3 separate regions of the Mus musculus genome follow, and all the other regions are linked to region 1. A link is a contact called in public Hi-C data. All regions are on one chromosome and are shown on one strand. The core of a region is the stretch at or near the end of the contact, and the rest is flanking DNA. Distances in the headings are between cores, read along the strand shown.

The links. A called contact is a pair of places that touch in the nucleus more often than the background predicts.
Region 2: a contact with region 1 is called in a Hi-C map of the N1E-115 cell line, with 4 times the contacts expected there. The contact joins two enhancer-like sites. A contact is called at or near these places in 6 of 484 Hi-C or Micro-C datasets (the N1E-115 cell line, cerebral cortex, embryonic fibroblasts and 2 more), 3 of 115 datasets of contacts at active chromatin or transcription factors (embryonic stem cells and large pre-B cells) and 1 of 9 other capture datasets (embryonic stem cells).
Region 3: a Hi-C map of the N1E-115 cell line shows a contact between it and region 1, with 2.8 times the contacts expected there. The contact joins two enhancer-like sites. A contact is called at or near these places in 6 of 484 Hi-C or Micro-C datasets (the N1E-115 cell line, cerebral cortex, cortical neurons and 1 more) and 3 of 115 datasets of contacts at active chromatin or transcription factors (embryonic stem cells and large pre-B cells).

What each region holds. Positions count from the first base shown.
Region 1 is chr12:39,883,760-39,887,620 of GRCm38.p6, reverse strand. No RefSeq gene overlaps it. Among named protein-coding and RNA genes, the nearest start is that of Gm40399, 65 kb to the left of the region's middle. Within about 2 kb of position 1,645, at least 10 of the 459 cell types and tissues checked have an H3K27ac peak or open chromatin away from gene starts, as enhancers often do. A contact at or near this core is called in the N1E-115 cell line, where this site is marked.
Region 2 is chr12:39,658,499-39,662,359 of GRCm38.p6, reverse strand. No RefSeq gene overlaps it. Among named protein-coding and RNA genes, the nearest start is that of Gm24434, 39 kb to the right of the region's middle. Within about 2 kb of position 1,964, at least 2 of the 459 cell types and tissues checked have an H3K27ac peak or open chromatin away from gene starts, as enhancers often do. A contact at or near this core is called in the N1E-115 cell line, where this site is marked.
Region 3 is chr12:39,734,237-39,738,097 of GRCm38.p6, reverse strand. No RefSeq gene overlaps it. Among named protein-coding and RNA genes, the nearest start is that of Gm24434, 110 kb to the right of the region's middle. Within about 2 kb of position 1,912, at least 27 of the 459 cell types and tissues checked have an H3K27ac peak or open chromatin away from gene starts, as enhancers often do. A contact at or near this core is called in the N1E-115 cell line, where this site is marked.

The sequences.
Region 1 (3,861 bases), core at 396-2,895:
AAAGGGTCACTGAAAAAGGACTGGGATAGCTTCAGGTTTTGAACCAAACCAAGGGCTTAAAAAATCTCTATGTATCTATGTATCTATGTATCTATCTATGTATCTATGTATCTATGTATGTATGTATGTATGTATCTATCTATCCATCTATCTATCTTTCATCTATCTATCTATCTATCTATCTATCTATCTATCTATCTATCTATCCATCTATCTATCTATCCATCCATCTATCTAAAATCACTGGGAATGAAAAGCAGTTTCAGATCAATAGGCTAGTTAGCAAGGCATACCATATTTATTTCACCAGCACTGCAAACCATGTAATAAAAATAGTGACAAGTAATGTTCTGTGTTATAATTTATTGAATTAACTTTTGGTAAGCATGGGTAAATGTAGATGTATGTATGTCCATGTATGAATGTATGTGCATGTATATGTACATATTGTATGAATGTACACATGTACATATGTGTATATCTGCTGCTGAGGATTAAACCAAGGGAGTCATTCCTGTGGAGAATGTAATCTACACCCTCAGTTCAATTTTTTTTTTTCACTTCATCAAAACATCGGAAGATGATGCTGTTTGAGGCTGGCTTTTGGTAAATGATTTGGTCAGGAAAGCCAAGATATAGGTGCTTTTATAGTAGAGTCCCAAGGGACTTGTTACCCTGTGTCTGCTTGATACTACAGCCAAAGGATGCCAAGTGTAAACCAGGCATAGAGCCCTCATCAAACATGAGAGCTTCTGGTGTCTTATTCTTGTGCTTCTAATCTCCAGAACTCAGAGAAATTGATTGTAGATTTATAAACTACTAGAGTCATTGAATTTTGTGATAGTAACCCAAATAGACACCAGACTACCTGAATACTTTATTTTATTTAATTTAATTAAAAAACCTTATTTTATCTATTATTTAAAACATTTCTAGTTTTTAAAATAACTAATGATGCAGACTCCTTACTAATGATCATAATAATTTTGTACGAATTACTAAATTACTCTTGTGACATGGAAAACTGGACCTGGGGTTCATCTACAGAGGTTAATTGTAAATGGCATTGCTACTGCATCCTTAGTCTAGCATAAGAGCATTTGTTTTATGAACATTGAATCTAAAGTGTACTAATGTTGGAGGTGAGAGGGGAAGAGAAACATATGATATTAGTGAAAAAATCATATTTATGAACAAAATTTAAAAAGGAAACTTTTAAAGTAATAATTGTCAATGTTATTTATTTATTTATTTTACTAGAATTCAGTACAAATGAAATTTGCATTTCCCAGTCTCTAAGCTTGGGAATGAGTCTCCATCACCACTAATATCTTGCCTCTTTGTTCTCTGAGTTGTTTTTGGCTTCCTTGTGTATCAGACTCTCACTCTTGGGGAAGAAGAATGAATTTCTTTATTAGGACAGTGGGGGACAGCATGAGGTTTTCTTTTTCTCTACATTTGGTCTATTTTATTAAATACTTTCAGTATGGCATATCTCATGTTTGACACCAGGAATGGAGGAGTGAGCCACATAGAAATGATCATAGTTACAACCTTCCTGGCCACACAGACATGATCTCAGCTACTACCTTCCTGGCCACACAGACAAGATCTCAGCTACCACCTTCCTAGCTACACAACCACAATCACTGTCACCACCTTCCTGGCCACACAGACAGCATCTTGGTCACCACCTTCCTGGTGCTTACTGAACTAGTGCTAGCTGATCTCATTTGGGGATTAACTGGAACTCCTGGTAACAGAACTTTCCCTAGCTCCCACTTCCTGACTGTCTGTCACCATGTGATTCAGGTCAAAGCACACAGGGGGCACACAGCTTAGGTTCTTTATATATCTCTCGAATGGCATGATTTGTTGAGTTAATAAATAACATATTTTCAGTAAAATGCTCCCTGAAACTGGCTTTTGATTAAGCATAGTGGTACGAAACTTCAGTTGTGCTAATGAGAGATGTAGCTTTCAGCATCTGTCTCTGGTAGAGCAGATAATAATCTAATTATGCTGCAAACTTCTTTACAATGAGCTATTATAGTGTCCATTGACTGGTTTTGTTTTGCATCATGGTTTCTAATTGGGTATTCTGATCCTAAATATCGGCTTGTGCTGCTTAATTGACATCCATTCACCCAAATGAAACACATCTCTAATTGGCTAGAGTTCATGACTCACTGGGAAGTAACTGTGATAAATGAAAATTGTTTTCTCATACTAATTACCTGAAAAATTTGCAGGGACAATAATCAAGAAAATGTCTCTTTAGATAGATAATTATAATGATTAAGATGCAAAGCATTTGCATGTTAAGCTATCATACAGGACTTAAGGATACTCAAACTAGCTAAAGTTATCTCCTATCTGTTTCATCTGTGATTTTTAACATGTGCAGCTACTCAGAGCCTGAAGTAAATCAGGGTGGACCTGCAATAAATCAGATATGACCTCAAAGAAGAAGCTGTCTGGAAGGCTTGTCAGCGCTTGTCAGGATTTCACTGAAGAAATGTCTTCCAGAGGCTGCGGAAACGGCTCAGTAGGTAAAATGTTCATCACTCAAGACTATGATCCTGATCTTGGTCCCCAGAAATCCACCCAAAATACCGAATGCAGTAGTTCGTGCTTGTGATCTCAGGTCTGGGGAGGTGTCGGTAAGAGGCTCCTCAAGCTCATTGGTTTATTGAATCTAGCCTTACGGGGTCTGAATTGAAGAGTTCTGTGTGGTTCTGAGTTCTACTTCCTCCCTTAGCCCTTAGCCTAGGCACCGATCTTCAGTGGGAGGGCAAGAATGAAGTGGAGGCTGGAACAAGTGAATCAGCAGGACCTCAGTCCATCTGTGAGGGGCCTGGCCAGGGATGGGCTCTCCAAGGATTTCAGTGTTATAGATCTTCTAGGCAATATTCAGTGAAAGAGCTTGTACCTCCTAATTATATGTGTATATGTATTTGAATATGTATGCAAGGGCATACCTTGGGGAGTAGGAAGGAGCTTTTCAGGTGAATGTACTTTGGCTGGGAATTAAGGTACCGGGAATGCCTCATTTGCATGGAGAGGCATTCCATGTACTTGCTGGGCAGGTTCTTACAGGGAGAAAGGAAGTTTGAACATGTAATTTTGCCAAAGTCTATGTGACATTTCTCAGGTAGAGGATGCTGGGGATCAGGTAAGGTTCCCCAGATAAGATCAGGCATAGAAGAGGAAGCCCCACTGGAAAAGGGACTCTTCCTCTTTTTTTTTTTTTTTTTTTTTTTTTCGAGACAGGGTTTCTCTGTGTAGCCTTGGCTATCCTGGGGCTCACTCTGTAGACCAGGCTGACCTTGAACTCAGAAATTCACCTGCCTCTGCCTCCTCCCAAGTGCTGGGATTAAAGGCGTGGGCAACCACGCCCGGCTATGGGACTCTTCCATTTTGTGCCAAGCCCAGGGAGCTAGCTGTGTGGTTATGGTAGACTACGACCCTAATAGCAGGGTTTCCCAACACTCCAGGTTCAGTGAGAGACCCTGGATCAAAAATAAGGTGAAGAGTGATTGAAGAAGACACCCATTGTGGATTTTTGACCTATGAACACATGTTCACACACCTGTAAATGTGCACACACACATGATAAACATCCTATACATACACACAGCTATTCCCAACACATAAATATTCTTCAATGTTTTCTGACAGGCATTTCACTATAACCACAGATTTCACGAATTCCTTTTTTCAAGCTTCTGAATGGGGAATTCCAGAAGGGGGACAGGGTAGCTGTGTGTTTCAAGCAAGTCTTCTTAGGTGCTTCTTATGGATCCTCAAATCAGAGTTACTTTTTTAAATATCAAGGGGACATTTTTCTATCTCCAACTT
Region 2 (3,861 bases), core at 715-3,214, 230 kb after region 1:
CCCTCTGAAAGAGCCAACCAGCAGCTGAAAGAGTCAGATGCAGATATTTGCACCCAACCAATGGACTGAAGCTGGTGATCCCTGTGGTTGGATTAGGGAAAAGCTGGAAGAAGCTGAGGAGGAGGGTGACACTGTAGGAAGACCACCAGTCTCAACTAACCTGAACCCCTGAGATCGCTCAGATGCTGAGCAACCAACCAGTGAGCATACACCAGCTGATATGTGGCCCCTGGAACATATACAGCAGAGAACTGCTGTGTCTAGACTCAGTCAGAGAAGATGCACCTAACCCTTGAGAGACCTGGGGCCCCAGGGAGTGGGGAGGTCTGGTGGTGTGGTTGAGGGGGATATCCTTGTGGAGACAGGAGGAGGTGTGGGGAGGAGGAGTGGGATGTGGGACAGTGAGGGTGGACCTGGAGGGGGATAAAGTCTGGACTGTAAAAAGAGATTAAAGAATAAATTTAAAAAGACGGCCTCAAAGGGGCTATGACAAAAGTGAGCAGCAGCCTCTGGAATTATACTTTGCAGAAGCTTACCACTGACGGCCCTAGGACTTACCACCTCAATTATATGCTTCATTTCTTTCTTTTTTATTGGATATTTTCTTTATTTACATTTCAAATGTTATCCCTTTTCCAGCTTTCCCCTCCAAAACCCTCTATCCACTCCCACCTCCCCATGCTCAACAACCCACCCATACCTGCTTCCTGGCCCTAGCATTAACCTATACTAGGACATGGAACTTTCACAGGACCAAGAGCTTCTCCTCCCATTGATGACCAACTAGGCAGTCCTCTGCTACTTACGCAGCTAAAGCCATGAGTCCCAGTATGTGTTTTCTTTGGTTGGTGGCTTAGTTCCTGGGAGCTCTGGAGATGCTGGTCACTTCATATTGTTGTTCTTCCTATGGGGCTGCAAGACCCTTAAACTCCTAGGGTACTTTCTCTAGCTCCTTCATTGAGGACCCTGTGCTCTGTGTAAGGGATGACTGTGAGCAACCATAAGGAAAATTTTTACATCAAGAGTCACATGAATTAAATGTAACTGCAAAACTGGCTTGTCCATGTGTTCTATAGAAAAATAGGGAAACAGAGGACTAATATAAAGAATTGTATTGGCCCTGGGTGAAGGTGATGAAGGTCCCTTTTAGCTATAGTTTCTCCACTGTATTTAAAAGGTCTTTTTGCAGTTGTATTGAGAACAAATGGAGCTATTGTGTGGTGAAAACTATTGGAAGAGCTTTAGTGGAATACTTTGTGTGGGTGTAGGGTGAAGTTCAATAAATAAAATATTGGAAAGAGAAGGCAAAAACATAAGTATGAGCATAATAAGAAAGAAAGAGAGATCAAATGGAGGAGCCCGAGTATGCAGAAACCTTAGTCTTTATGGCTCATTTCAAATCTATTATCATTTGCAGGCATAGAAGCAACATTGTTTGAGGAGGACACAAATCTATCCTTAGCAGCAGTCTGGTCTAGTCCTGTTTTAATTTTCGAGCACTGCAGCAGTCATTGAGTCCAGCTGGTCCTGAAGGATGTTAAGCAGATCAGAGCTGACAAGAGAGATGGGTTAATTGATGTAAAGATAGCTTCAGTCTAGCTGTTTTCGTTTTTTTTGAGTCCCTAAAATGAAGTCCAGTATGGCAAGAAGAGGGATGATGGATGGCCCATGGCCCATTAGTCCCCTTTAGAGATCAGCCAAAGTGCTTTCAGGCGTTTGGGAGTGTTGATCTCTTGGCAACAGCTTCATAGCTGACTGATAAGCGATAAAGGAAGTGGCAGTTAGAGTTCTTCATAAAAGGGCCTCTAAGGGGCCATGATAAAACTTAACAGTTGTTAAAGACCTAGATCATAAGTCAGGAGGCAATAAACTGTACAACTTCTTTCCTTGGGAGCATTAAGTAGCAAAGTTATACGAGGATAACTTTTACATCAGGATTAACAAGAGTTAAGTGCAAGCACGCAACTGGCTTGTCCAAGTGTCTTGTAGAAGGACACAGTAATTGTAATTAGTTGTTTGTGACATTAGTCTCCTGCATAAGGAACAAATACCTGGAAGATTTTAAAAGCGGTCAATTAAAATCATCATCCAATGCATGACTTGGATCAGAAAGTGTCTAAGTGATATTCCCTCCTTTCACAGAGTGTCTTTGTTAGGGTTTCTATTTCTATAAAGAGACGCAGTGACCACAGAAACTCTTTTCAAAGAAAGCATTTCATTGGGGCTAGCTTACAGTTTCAGAGGTTTAGACCGTTATCATTATGGTGGGAAGCAAAGTGGCATGTAGGTAGACATGGTGCTGGAGAGGTAGCTGAATTCTACATCTGGATCTGAAGGCAATAGGAAGTAACTGAGCTATTAAGCCTGGTCTTGAGATTTTTAGAGCACAAAACCCACCCCACAGTGACACATTTCCTCCTACAAGGCCACATCAAATCCTACAAGACCACACCCCCTAATAATACCACTCCCTATTGACCAAGCATCCAAATACTTCAATTATGGGAGCCATTCCTATTCAAACCACCACCATATGAACATTACATATTTGTTTAAAGTATTAGCAATATCAGCAATTACTGAATGAATTTCAAGTAAAATACAATTATTGATTAGAAAAAATTTGTAAGGTAAAAATTTAAATGGAGATTATTACTTTAAATGTCTGTATCTAGTGTTTGAAAACATCTCTTAATACGTATTTTGTTACCATCAATATATATATATATATATACATATATATATATATATATATATATATATTCCAAGATTATGTAGTAAATATAAGACCACAGAAAGAGATAATTATTTTTCCTGAAAAGAAATGATTTTCCCTTTCTAATTTAAAAGTATGCTTTCAAAGACTGATTGCTTTGTCAAGTGCAAATGATTCACTTTATAAAATTTTCTAAAATTAGCCTTATTGATGGAACCTTTTAAAAAATTTTTTACATTTTCATTCCATACATTCAACCCACAGATAAAAGATGAAAGCAGTCAGTCATGATAAATCTGTAACAAACGATTTACATGTAATAGGGATGGAATTAACATAGAAGGAGAAGGCCAACTCTTTACTCCTTTTGTCTCCAGGTCATCATACACTGACCCCAGCATGCATATTTCTTAACATCAGTATATTTAAAAATCAATTGAGTCTTTAGAGGCATAATTTGTAAAGCAAGATAACTAAATTAAATGAGCTATAGCAAACATTGACTTTTAGATTTTCTTAGAAAACATCTACAAGTATAATTATCAAAGCCTGCATACTCATTGTAGGCTTCAAGGTAAGAATACAGGGCCTGGCTATTTTTTATGACTCAATTTCTTTTAGTAGCTAATGCTTAACTAAGATAGCAAAAAATGCCACAGTTTTGTTTTGTTTTGTAATACCCACTCTTAAGAGAAACCATCTTGGAAGCCTGGTTTTGCCTCCTTAGTTTAAAAAAGGGAATATAATGGTAAGTAAAGGGAGACCATAAGATCACCTTAAGAGCAAGGTGATGATAAAGTCATGTGTCATGTGTCTATCCTGATGAGGTCACAAGCCAAGATGGCAACAAGCCATATGGTCATTAGTTAAATACATCATATATTATAGCAGATTAAGATAATCTACATATAGATTTTTAACTATTAACCCCTTCTTATTACAGATTTTAAGCTAACTTTTAATTTTACAAGTCTTAATAATAATCCTCAATGAAAGTATAAATACTAAGATGAAAAAAGTTATGCTTTCACAAAAAAAAAAAAAAATCTTTAAAGATAGTGAACAAAACCAGGGAAAAATGGGGAGAATTCAAAGAGTTAGATAACTGGCCATTTATAACGTCTATGGGAAATAATTTACTTCTT
Region 3 (3,861 bases), core at 663-3,162, 150 kb after region 1:
CTTGCAGTCACATCCCATCTGCTTCATAAAGACTAAGTCACTGGAATAAAGACACTGCTAGTGACTCCTGTCAGGAGGCTCTGCAGTGCCATGGGAAGAAATAATAGCAGTTGGACACAGGTAACAGATCTGAAACAAGAAAAAAAATTATTCACAACTTGAAAAAAAGAGGACTTACTGAAAGAAAGTAGGAAGACACAATAAAAATAAAGAGAACTCCATCTTTTTTTTTTTTCCTCGTGACAAGTAGCTAGTAGGAATTTCACTTACCAGGAGCCAGAAAGATGAAGAGTAATACCAGGACTTCAGTGTCTGGCATGATCTATTTGAAATGTTAGAAATACTGAGTGGGTGGTTGGAGTTTAGAGAAAAATCAGGCACAGAGAAATATTTCAGGAGTCATCAGAATTGTATCAGTTATTTGTGTATAAGAAATAACCATAGAGTCCTGGTGTAGTACATCAGCAACACCTTATTTTCCAGGTATGCAAATTGACTTAAATTGGCCTGTATAGGTCACTCTTATCGAGGTGGTTCTACTTAAGTGAAGGTTTATAGTGGGCTTCGTTCCCCTGTGTGGTAACCCTCTCTGCATGTGTCACTCCCGGGAGTGGGTTATCTTCCCACTGGCAGAAGTATGAGAGAGTGAGTTCTGGTCAAATACATCTCGTGTTTAATATAATATTTTCCTATGAGTGAAGCCCGGAAGCAGGGGCTTCAATTGTTGCAGATGGAAGTGAAGGGATGATGCTGAGTCTGTAGTCTGCCACTTATGTATGGCCATGTACAGACTCATGTGCCACAGACATAGAGGGGGAGTCCACTCGATTGCACCAGTTAACTTTCTCACCAGCAGTGAGTGAGCATTCCTGGCTCCTCTGCTTCTTCCAGCTTTTGTTACTGTGCTAAATGGACTTGCCCACATGAGGATAGGAAATAGCATTTGTTTGACTAACACTAACTATATCCAATTCCGCTGTAGATAGAAAAACTCAGAGTTACTGTGCAACTTTGCATTTCTTCCAGTGCCTTAATGTGCCTTGGCCTGGTGGCCAGAAAATAAAGCTTCTTTGAAGATTTTGTATCTTTAGCCATCTTTCCCTTTCTACTTAGTGACGAAACATGTAGGAGAAAAGGTGTCAAATGATTGTGGCTTGTAACTCTAACCCAACAGGTAGAGTTTGCTGTCCTTGAATTGCTTTAATTTATCTAAAGTGATCCTGTTTTGGCCTTGCTCATGACTTGAGGCAATACACTGAGACTCTCACTTGCACATACGATGTTGACAAGATGATAAGGCTGATGCAGAGGACTCACCATGCCTCTGTACAGATGGGAAGGCCTCTCATTTTCAAGTCTTTATTGTGAGAAAGTGACCTGTCTGCTCTGTGACTAAAGTATCACATATGCCTGGTCCCTTCGTAACAAATGGTATTATGCCCTACTTACAATGCCCAATCTGTTCGAGTCTGTTGAGATTCATTGCATGAGGGCTGCATAAATCCTCAGGGAGCTAAAAGTCTAAGCCTAGGTAAAAATACATAGGCTGAGTGGCTGCGGTGCCTATCTTAGGAAAGGGATGCTAATGTGAGGACCACACATTGTCCTTAGGCACACTGTATGCAGCTTTGGTTATCTTTTTAGAAACAAGCACGTGGGGAGGGAGCTGTGGTAAAGCTTCAAATAAGAGTGAGCAGTTTCATTTTCAGTAATGGCACTCGTGATGAGGAGCACAGAACTGCAGACTTCCAGTGCAGAAATAGAAACTCCATTAAGAAATAAAAACACTGTGTGTTCTACTGCTCGATAAGAGTATTTCTCTATTCATTCCCAGTGGGTTTGTTCTCTCGGAACAAGACACTTTGCATGACTGCTGATTTGATCTAGAGAAATATCTATGCTGAACTCTAATTAACTAGAGCACCGTGTGGAGTTCTGCATCCAGGAGGTTAGAGATTTATGGCTCTGTGGCTTTGTGTACCTGACTAGACTGTCAAGTACATTTAGTCAATGCATACTTGCTGTATATGGTTATTTTGTTATCTTTTTATATTTAGAAGAATAGATTTTCCTTCTCTTAGAGAATGGCAAACATGTTTGGTACTGAGAGTATGTTTGTAGGATAATTAAATGGCCGGTGGCCCTTTATTTGACTTGCGGGAGGCCAGCAAGGGAAGTCAAACACTAGATAGAAAAGAGATTTGGACCGATGTTAGAAGGGACTTCTGCCAACATAAGAGACTGTGAAAGGGTAAAACAAAAATGTGGGAGCTGTAGCTAATTTAGAGTAAGCTAATAAAAATATTCCTACAGAAATAAAAAGAGTATTTGAAGGGTATGGGTTTTCTAACATTATTATGCATGGATCTTGTTGAGTTAGCTGTATATGTCAGCTATCCAGTATTTTTAGTGTGTTGTCCATGTGAAAGAGTTATTCTGTCTAAAACACAAGGCATATCAAGCAGCCTGTCTGACTTCATGATATTATCTTGCTGCCTGTAGTCCAGTGGTCTATTCAGTAGATTATGAGAGCAGATTTTATAAGTACATGTTTTCTGATGCTTGGCATTTGGGTTTGAGGGCTCATATATAAGGTGACAGAATAATAAAGCATATTTTAATAGACAAGGTACTCTATGGTCAAAGGTCAATATCCACTCAAACATTTTAAATATTTATAAATATTTTGAAAAGTCAAGATGACATGAAAAGTCTCTAAAAATACTTTTATATCAGCATTATTCAGGGTGAGCAGGAGATAAATAATATATCTGTAACAACCTAAGACCAGTTATAAACATTGTGGCTTGAAAAGAATACATATGTGTGTGTAAGTGTGTGTGTGCACATGTGTGTGTATCTATGTGTATGCATATGTGTAAATCTGTGTGTATGTGTGTGAGAATGCGTGTGTATATATATGTGTATGCATATGTATGTATGAATGCATATAACTGTACATATATGTAAACATGTATTTAGAAGAAGGTAGGAGAGTGAGAGAGCAAGGAAATAGCTGTTTTTTTGCTAAATTTATGCAATTGTTTTATTGAATACTAGGGATGGTCTGAACAACCAAATTGAAAAGCATCTTTTCTGTGATGGCATGCTACACACACACACACACACACACACACACACACACACACACAAACACACACCCACACAACCCATACACACATTCATGTTTAACATCTTTTTACTAAAATCTCTAAAGTGAATAAACAACTGTTTGCAAAGGCAAATAATATATTAGCCATGATTTAAAATGTATAGCTTGGTGATATTTTAGAGCTGTATGTTTAGCAAGATCTCTATCCTCTCTCTGGACAAGAAAATGATTCTGATGTGGGCACTGAAGCAGTCAGCTCATCTTTACCAAGGCCACTGACAGACACCCACATGCCCCGAATCAATGTGGGGATTAAGCTTTATGATCAGGACTGCACCCTGCCAATTGGTGGTATTTCACAAACAGGATTCCATTATCTGCGTGTTAAATGAACTTTGTTATTTTCCTCTATTTGTTTCTGTGAGAGGATGGGCTACAAAGTTCTCACAGCTGCCAGACAAAGAAGGACTCTATTTAAAGAGTGGTTGGAAGCACAAATGTTGATTATCTGAATGAAAGAATTTAATTAAGTTTCCTAAAGAACAGGGTACTAGTGACATCAACGATTGGCAAAATGAAGCAAGGAAGTACAGTATTTACCATTACTATAGTTTTTACTTAATGATGCCAGTATTAAATCTTGGCTGGGGTCCTGGAATGTGCACAATGGCTTGGCAACGAATTAGTTATTTTGCAATTGCAGATGTGAAGATTTGGGGTGTGAAAAATCTCTTTGCCAAGATGAATTT